Regions from separate parts of the Mus musculus genome. Here regions 2 and 3 are each linked to region 1. The links are chromatin contacts, called in public promoter capture Hi-C maps. All regions are on one chromosome and are shown on one strand. The core of a region is the stretch at or near the end of the contact, and the rest is flanking DNA. Distances in the headings are between cores, read along the strand shown.

Region 1 (2,809 bases), core at 138-2,637:
TCAAGATACAGATACCCATAGCCAAACACTGGAAGGAGCTTGGGGACTCTTATAGAAGAATAGAAAGAAGGATTTCAAGTCCCAAAGGGAATAAGAACATCATAGGAAGACCAAATGAGTCAACTAACCCTTAGGACTCTCAGAATCTGAACTACCAAGCAAAGAGCATACATGGGCTGGACCTAGTCCTCCCCTCACATATGTAGCAGATGTGCAACTTGGTTGTCATGCGGGTCCCAAACAACTGGATCAGGGACAATCCCAAAAGCTGTTGCTTGTACATGGGACAGGTTCTTCTAGCTGGGCTGCCTTGTCTAGCCTCAGTGGGAGAGGAAGCACCTAGTGTCGCTGAGATTTGAAGTGTCAGGGTGTGGGGATAGCCAGGGGGATCCCACCCAACTCAGAGAAGGGGATGGGGATGGGGGAAGGATTGTGGGAGGGAGTACCTGGGAGAGGGGCAGTGAACAGGGTGTAAAGTGAATAATAATAATAATAAAATAATTCTTTGTTGGGTGGTGGTGGTGGCCTTTGATCCCAACACTGGAGGAGGCATAAGCAGGTAAGTTTCTGAATTTGAGGCCAGTCTGGTCTACAGAGAGAGTTCCAAAAGGGCCAAGGCTACACAAAGAAACCCTATTTGGGAAAACAAAACAAAACAAACAAACAAACAAACAAACAAACAAAAAAAAACCTTCAATGTCTGGTTAAAAGAGGTAGGCGGGCTGCCACGACAGTTTGTACAAGCTAGGAGCTTACAAATTAGAGCCCCCTCCCCCCGTTTGGACTCTCGAGCATAGTAAGCCTAAATGAAAACCATTACAAGGACAATACAAAAAAGATGCACTTATATGTATTATACATATATCTTATCTAAATCTAGTTTCTCATTGTAAGGAAACAAAAACTGGTATTTTTGGATGGATAGTGGAGAGATTTAACAAAATTTAACCAGATGAATTTGGATTTGTTACTCTGCCCCCTGCATCTAACCTTTGCATTCCTCAAACTGGGAGCTAAATGGTAATCTAGGTGTTTCAGGCTTTAATCTTAGGGCCTACTACAGTCAAAAAATTTCAGGTTTAGTGTACCTTCACTGGGATATCAACAAACAGGGAGACGGCTAGAACCCAGTGTATTTCCTGCTCCTGGAAAACCGCTCCTTGACAGAATGATAAAAAGGAATTTGGAGATAGCTCCCTGTCCCACCTAATTTTTTCACCTAAGCTTATGGATACAGCAGATAGGGTAAGGATTCTAGGCACACAGACCTCATCCTTTCAGCACAACGGCCTCGAGTTGACCAGCCAATGAACTTAAGCCTTGCCTAGCCCCACCCCCCCCACTATGACATCACTTCTGCCAACCTCAGCGTCTGCGCACTATTGCATTACGGCGGAACTATTCTGGCGACGCCTGCTTTGACCCAGGCGGTGGTGGGGAAGGGAAACTGTGTTCTGCAGGATGCGTCACAACCGGAAGTGAAAGGCCGGAAGTGGGGTTGGACAGGTTTTCCCCAGGGGTGGGGAAGCAGAGGCCGTGGAGGAGTAGGGGAGATTAAGAAGCTAGAGCATCCTGGCCTCTACTCCGAGTCTTGTACCGGTTCTCTTAGATCTCTGAGGCTCAGAAAAAGGAAAGGGTGTCTCATCCCGCTTTCTCGCTTTTCGCTTTAGCCATGGCGGAGACAGGGGCCGGGATAAGTGAGACCGTCACTGAGACAACGGTTACTGAGACAACGGTTACCGAGACAACCGAGCCAGTGAGAAAGGCGGGCAGGGGGTCTATTTAGGGGTCTGGGAGGCACTGGGAGGGGGAGGGGGGTTTGGAAAGTTGGTGGGTTTGGGATCTGGGACATCATGTGGGGTTTACTCTTATTGGGAAAATCGCAAGGAACTAAATAGAGATGCTTGGAGCCGCTCAAATGGTTCAAGTGACTGGTCAAGGATTGTTTAATCCGTAGTTACAATTAGAGTATAGGTGTTAAGGCTTGGGGTGGTGGTCTATGTACGTAATAAACGGAAACTGGGTTAAGGAGCCAGAAAGGTACTGGGAGGAAGTGAAACGCCATTTGAGAAGGCGTGGTTTTGGAGGCAAATGTACAGAACGAGTACTTACCAATAGTGCTTACCAATAGATAGTCATGGAATGGGTGCGTGTTAAAGCGGAGGAAATGAGGAAACAAGAAAATAAGGTGAAGTGTGTTTTGGCAGATCAGGGAGGAGAGAAGCAAATGAGCAAACAACTTTTGCAAAAACAAATTGCTTTCAAAGGGAGAAAGATGCGTTGGGTTTGACAATGTCTGGGTTGAAGGAGATTAGTAGTTTAGCAGTTATTACCAGAGATGCCAGAATGTTAAAGAATAAGTGGATAGGATTAGGGAGCCCTGGGCTTGAAGATGAGAGAAGAAAGAATGAAGGCTTTTTTGTAGAAGGAGGGTTTTGGATATTTGTTTTATTTTGATATGTGTGTGTGTGTGTGTGTGTGTGTAGGCCTGAAGTTAACCTCAGATGTCTGAGACATGGTCTATATTTATTTATTTATTTATTTACTTATGATACAGAGTCATTGTGCCTGGAGCTGGCCAAATAGGCTAGTCTGGCTAGCAAGAGATCTGCCTTTTTGCACCACCACCACCACCACATTTGACTTTTTGTTGTTGTTTTTGTTCCCGTGGATACAAGGGATCAAACTCAGGTCTTCATGCTTGCACCAAAAGAGCTTTACCAACAGAGATGTCTCCCCATCCCTGCTTTATTTTATTTTATTTTTTTCTGAGAAAATAGCTATACCATGTTGCAGAGGCCATTTCAGT
Region 2 (2,809 bases), core at 233-2,732, about 21 Mb after region 1:
ATGGCTACTCACAACTAGCTGTAAATCCAGTCCTGGGGAGTCCAATGCTCTCTTTTGTCTTCCATGGGCCCGGACAAGCATGTGGTGCACATATAGACAGATAAGCAAAACATTCACATATGTAAATCTTTTAAAAAGTTAAGAAAGACATAACTAAAGTCAAGTACCTTCTGAGAGGCCGGAACTCGCACAAAGCAGGGGCAATGTAACACAGGTCTAGCAAAAGGAGCAAAAGGAACAAAACAACACAAATCAGCACTCTAGGTGCAGCACAAATCACAGAAGGGAAAGGGGGGGACAAAGCCTTGGAAGAGCATGCAGTGTGTGACAGGCTCAGTATGTAAAGTCACTACAAAAGATGACAAAGCAGCTGTAGGTGGGGTTGCATAATTCAGAATGTAAGATGTCATTACACAGGCAATGGAAACAGTTAAGGATTTTAAGGTGCAGTTTGAGTATCTCCTGTGTCAAAGAGCAGATAAATCTGAGAAAATTGAAGACTGAAAATTCAATTTCAATCACTGCTTTGGTTGAGGAAAAAAAAAAAAGTTGGATTTCATGTCCAAAGTATAACCAGTTATTTATCCAGATCTCTTTCTGCAAACGAAGTTTACTGAACGCTTGATTATATAGACTGGGGAATTTGTTGTACGCTTCGCAGAAGTCATTTCACACCTGCAGACGATATAAACCACCTTTTCTCGTCTGCAATCTTAAAATCGCAATAATCGCTGCACAAACTTATTTTTAGGCTGTTTTCTGGGTTTTCATCTTTTGGAAACTGAGCCATCAAACTGAGTATTTGGGAAACCGATTCCGCACAGTCTTCAAGCGTCTGCCTAACCGGTCCGGCATCTTTTTCCAGAGAAGCCTACCCGGAGTTTTGGAAAACCACCTTAACTTGAGGCTAAAGACCGACAGTGTGTAAATAAAGCAGCATGCGTTTTTATGTTAATCTCGATTAGCTTGACTCTCAGGCTTCTGGCGAGATGCTGAGTCTCGAGAACCGCTTCCTAACAGAATTATTCTTACTGGGGACAAAACGGGCGGCTGCAGGCCTGGGTAAAACTCTCCCACCGGGGGAAGCGGCTGAGACGTGCGGTGCGCGGGGCTGTCCGGTGCCAGCCCCTCGGAGACGCTCACCCTTGGTACTGGGTTTCAGGACCCCGCCGAGGCGATGGTCCAGAGACTGGTTACTCGCGGAGCCGCCGCAGCGCGCGCGGAGGACCGTTCCCAGCCCGGCCGCGCGCCCACTCGCGTCTCCTCCGGCAAACTCCGGGGACCCGCTGCAGAAGTCGCCTTTATTAAGGCCTCCAAGCAGAGAAAAGGATGAAAGGACCGTTACCTGGGCACTGCGGAGAAAATGACGCGACCGCAGAAACCTAGCCAAACCGCCAGCAGATACCCGCCACCGCTACCGGACTCGATCCACCGAACGCCTGACGCACATCTGATGCCGTCACTTCCGCCAGTTGCGCTCTTGACTGCAGTCCGATTTGTTGTGCTTAAGCTGTGAGACACTGGGAAGGAAACGAGCGGGCCGGGTACCAGCAGTTCCGGGGCGGGGCCTCCGACGGCCCTTTCTAGCTGTCAAAGAGAGATCTATTGAGTGTGTAGCGGAAACAGTTGGGGATGTGGCAATGGCGATCAAGCCCAAGCAAGCGTTCTACCACTGAACTACATCCTCAGTCTTCCATGATTTGTTTTTGTGAGAAAGAGTTTCTCTGTGTAGCCCCGACTTTCTTGGGACTCACTCTGTAGAACTGGCTGGCTTCGAACTCCAGAGATTGCTTGGCAAGCTTACTGGCTCCTCCCCTTTGAGATTTGTGAGGTGGCTAAGGAAAATGTCAAGCAAACGCTCCTCATCATGTTCTCAGTAGATGTTAACTTACGTTCAAGGAAGAACAACAAAACAAGCGACTTTGTAGTCACAGATTCATTTCTATTTTTAGCTCGGTCACTACCAGCTCTCTTCCTTGCTGCCACAAGAAAACGTCAGCTGTTTCTTAGGCTGCTTCATAATGCTTGATTGATTCCAACATATCTTAATTTTTTTTTCCTTCTGAAGTTCATCTAAGGCATATACATGTGTTGTTCTGCGTACTTCCTTTCCCTTGTATTTTGCATTATCAACGAGGTAATGAGCTCCTTTAGGTTAAGGTTAGCGCTCTCTCTCTCTCTCTTTCTCTCTGTGTGTGTGTCTGTGTGTGTGATGGACAGTATCTGTGTGTTATGTGTGTAGGTGTTGTATAGGTTGTCTATTTACACAGACTCTAATAAGTACAATAGTACTGTGTATCTATTTTCCCCTAAAGGAAACATTTTCTCTTGAAAGTACAGGAAACCTCAGAAGACTGGGGAATTGAGAAAACTTAACAAAGGCTTGTCAAGAGGCAATATAAGGGAAGCGGGTTTTATGTTGTCTTACTGTTTGAGGAGATACAACCCAGGGGGAAGCATGCCAACTGGATTGCATCCACAGACCAGAAACATAAATAGATAAATGTTAGTTCGCTTCTTCTTTATTTAGTCGGGAAATCCAGGCAATGAGGTGGCGCCGCTTATATTTTAGTTGGGTCTTCGCTCCTCAATTAAACCTTGAAACACCCGCATAGACGCATCCATGGGTTTTACCTACATGATGCTAAGTTCTGTGAAATTAACAATATTAACCATCATATTCTGGCTAAAGAAATCTGGTATTGCTTCCTGGGTCTCGTGGCTGCGTACACCACACAGTTGACATGCGTCCTGATTGGCCTTGAATGCAGCATGAACTACTAACCCGTCTCAAACGCTGTGCCACTTC
Region 3 (2,809 bases), core at 203-2,702, about 20 Mb before region 1:
CATGGCAGGGAAAATCTGTGGTTGGTCATTAGGCTCTTGCGGGGACCTACTCGGCTCCAGAAATCTCCATTTCGTCTCACTAATAGTCTGTTTCCCTCCGGCCACAGAGATGGGATGACTTCGATCTTGCCCAGGATGCACATCCAGCCAAGGCCAGGTCCATTAGCACCCCCCAACACCACCGCATCCTGACTTCTCTTCCTTCCCGCCAGAGTCTCCTCTGAGAAACAGAGGACAGGTTGTCCTTTGGGCACCGTTCTGGGCTAGGCACACACTCACACACACACACACACACACGCATGCACGCACAGCACCGCGCACTTGCACTTGACTACACATTTTCCAGCCTCATTCAGTATGTAAGGCCCAAATCAGAACTGCCTCTAGATTCTGGGACCCTGGGGCTTAGGATTTCGGGTCCTCCCAATCATAAAAGTCCTTTCACGCCTTGTAAACCCCCTTAAGGCTCCCGGATAAAAGGGAAGAGGCCCTGTTGGCTCCCACCCCACTCTCCCTGGCTGTAGGTGCTTTCTCCGCCGCTACGCAAGTGTCAAAACACCATTGTGTTGCAGCTAGAAGAGCAGTCTAGACTTCTGAGGAAAGACGCCCTGGAGCCAGTGCTGGAACTGAGGCTCCAATAGGCCTTGGCCCCACCTGCTGGTGGCTTGTGGGCTAAGCTCTGAGATGTAAAGTGGGGTAGAGGGATGGTGGAGGAGGGTGGAGAAGGACTCAGAGTCCCAGTGACGAAAAAGGTATCACACTACGGTGGGAAGCTTCGCGCCAGGGTCAGCAATCTAATTAAGAGTTGCAAGCTACAACTAGGATCCAGCAGCTGGGACTCTTCCAGATCTGAGGACTCAGTAGGAATTGAGGAGCCTATGTTTCAGTTTGAAGTAGGGAACTCAGCTGCTGCAAGGTTACGCCTAGGGCGGAGTCTTCAGGTAGGACCTACAGCGGCATTCAGCCGAGGATTAGAGATCAGCATAGTGCGAAGAATTTTAGGCTTTTCGGTGGCCCAGCAAAGTTGAAACAAGGTAAGCTCATAGACGCGTACGTTGACTAAGTCTCCACTTCTGGCCGGGAGCAGGGTATCGGGGAAGTGAGGGGTGGGAGAGGAAGTGCGTCCTTGGGAATACTGGGAAATGTAGTTTATGCATGCTTCGTTGCACGGATCTGCTCCCTCTATATTCTGGGTAATGTAGTCTTGGACCGTTAAGAGTTGCTGAAGGAATTCCGCTTTAAGGGACGGATATGGGTTCCTGGATCATTGGTGAATCGTCCTGTTCCTCAAACTACATCCGGGACAATCTGTTTAGCGATTGGAGAGTATGAAAGCCGGGGCTGAAAAGGATAAGCACGCCCATTTGGGAGGCCTTCTGACAATCAAAAGAATCTCAGTTGCTAATTGGGTGACTAGACCACGTCGTGCGACTATTGGCTGAAAAGTGGGTAGGCCTTATCAGGCGTCAGAGGCTGTGTTCGGGGGGCAGTCGCAGCCCCAGAGATGGCAGTGAGCGAGAGGAGGGGGCTCAGCGGCGAGAGCCCAACGCAGTGCCGATGGGGATACTTGTCGCTGCTGGTGCTGACGCTGAGCGGCTGCTCAGGCCGTATCCACCGGCTGACTCTCACAGTGAGCCCCGCAGGCTTGGCCTCGTTGTCTCCCCCCATAGCTCCGCCGGTGGATGGAGCAGCCGCACCCCCCACTGCAGGCCGCTAGTGGTCTCGTCCCGGGGTCTCCCCGCCCGGTGCTCGTAATGGGTTGGCCTGGCTTAGAGGGCGGGGCTTCATCTCCTGGGACCCCTGACTCCTGGCGCTTAAACTTTCAGGGAACACTTGGTAACAACCATAGGACCTGGGAGGAAGGGGTACCACCTGGTAGGATCTTCCTGGAATTCACTTAGGGGAGTGACAGGAGACTACTTTCAAAATTTAGCCCAGATAGAATCGAAAACTTTTCTGGAAAGTCGAAACTAGTCACACCAGCCTATGTAGCCCGCTCTCGGGGTGGTGCACGTCTATATGGGGACTGTCATGGGGTTGCCAGGGTTTCACCCCATGGACACACAACCCCACCCTCTAGCTGCCTCGGACTGAAGTAGGAAAATGTCACCAGCACCAATACGATGTACCCAGGAAGGCTTTCTCACATGCTCCTGTCCTGAATAAAAATGTATAGAGACGCTCAGGGAAACACGCCGTCGTGCTGGACTTGGTGGGGAGAGTGCCCTTGTGCCACTGTGTCTTTGGTTTCCTGCAGGGGGAGAAGCGAGCTGACATCCAACTGAACAGCTTCGGATTCTACACCAATGGTTCCCTGGAAGTAGAGCTGAGCTTACTGCGACTCAGCCTCCAGGAGACAGAAAAGAAGTTGCCAAAGGTGAGGGGGCTCATGGGAGGACTCAGTGTGCAAGTTCTGGGATTCTGTCTTAGCTCTGTCCCTCACCGGTGTGATCTGTGGCCAGTCTCATAGCCTTCCCCACCTGTCACCTAAGAATGAATACAGTGTCTCATGCAGTCTGGGTTTGAGGGTACAGATTTGTCATCTTAGTGTCCCTGCTGGCTTAGGCAGGAGGATCAGAAATTAGCCAGCCAGTATATATGTAACATATATGCATGTATATAATGCATTTTAATCATACACGCTTCTCCCCCTAACTCCTCCAAAATCCATTCCCACCTTCCCAAACTCCTCCCAATCTCATGTCCTTTAAAAAAAAAAAAAAAAAAAAAAAAGATATGGCCTCACTATGTAGCCCCAGATAGCCAGGAACTCTGTGTAGACCAGGCTGGCCACAGACTCAGAGATCTG

The links. Promoter capture Hi-C pulls out the DNA fragments that hold promoters and counts their contacts.
Region 2: a contact with region 1 is called in a promoter capture Hi-C map of pre-B cells. The contact joins the promoter of Tbp here to the promoter of Ppp1r11 in region 1. A contact is called at or near these places in 2 of 39 promoter capture datasets (cranial neural crest and pre-B cells) and 1 of 484 Hi-C or Micro-C datasets (CD4 T cells).
Region 3: a promoter capture Hi-C map of second pharyngeal arch cranial neural crest shows a contact between it and region 1. The contact joins the promoter of Gpr108 here to the promoter of Ppp1r11 in region 1. A contact is called at or near these places in 2 of 39 promoter capture datasets (cranial neural crest and second pharyngeal arch cranial neural crest) and 1 of 484 Hi-C or Micro-C datasets (uterus).

What each region holds. Positions count from the first base shown.
Region 1 is chr17:36,950,370-36,953,178 of GRCm38.p6, reverse strand. Ppp1r11 (protein phosphatase 1, regulatory inhibitor subunit 11) reads left to right here and starts at 1,387. Exons shown (of 3, transcript NM_029632.3): 1 at 1,387-1,756. The coding sequence starts at 1,673.
Region 2 is chr17:15,498,561-15,501,369 of GRCm38.p6, reverse strand. Tbp (TATA box binding protein) reads right to left here and starts at 1,482. Exons shown (of 8, transcript NM_013684.3): 1 at 1,346-1,482.
Region 3 is chr17:57,246,332-57,249,140 of GRCm38.p6, reverse strand. Gpr108 (G protein-coupled receptor 108) reads left to right here and starts at 1,452. Exons shown (of 17, transcript NM_030084.4): 1 at 1,452-1,630; 2 at 2,258-2,377. The coding sequence starts at 1,505. It also overlaps a transcript of Trip10 not described here.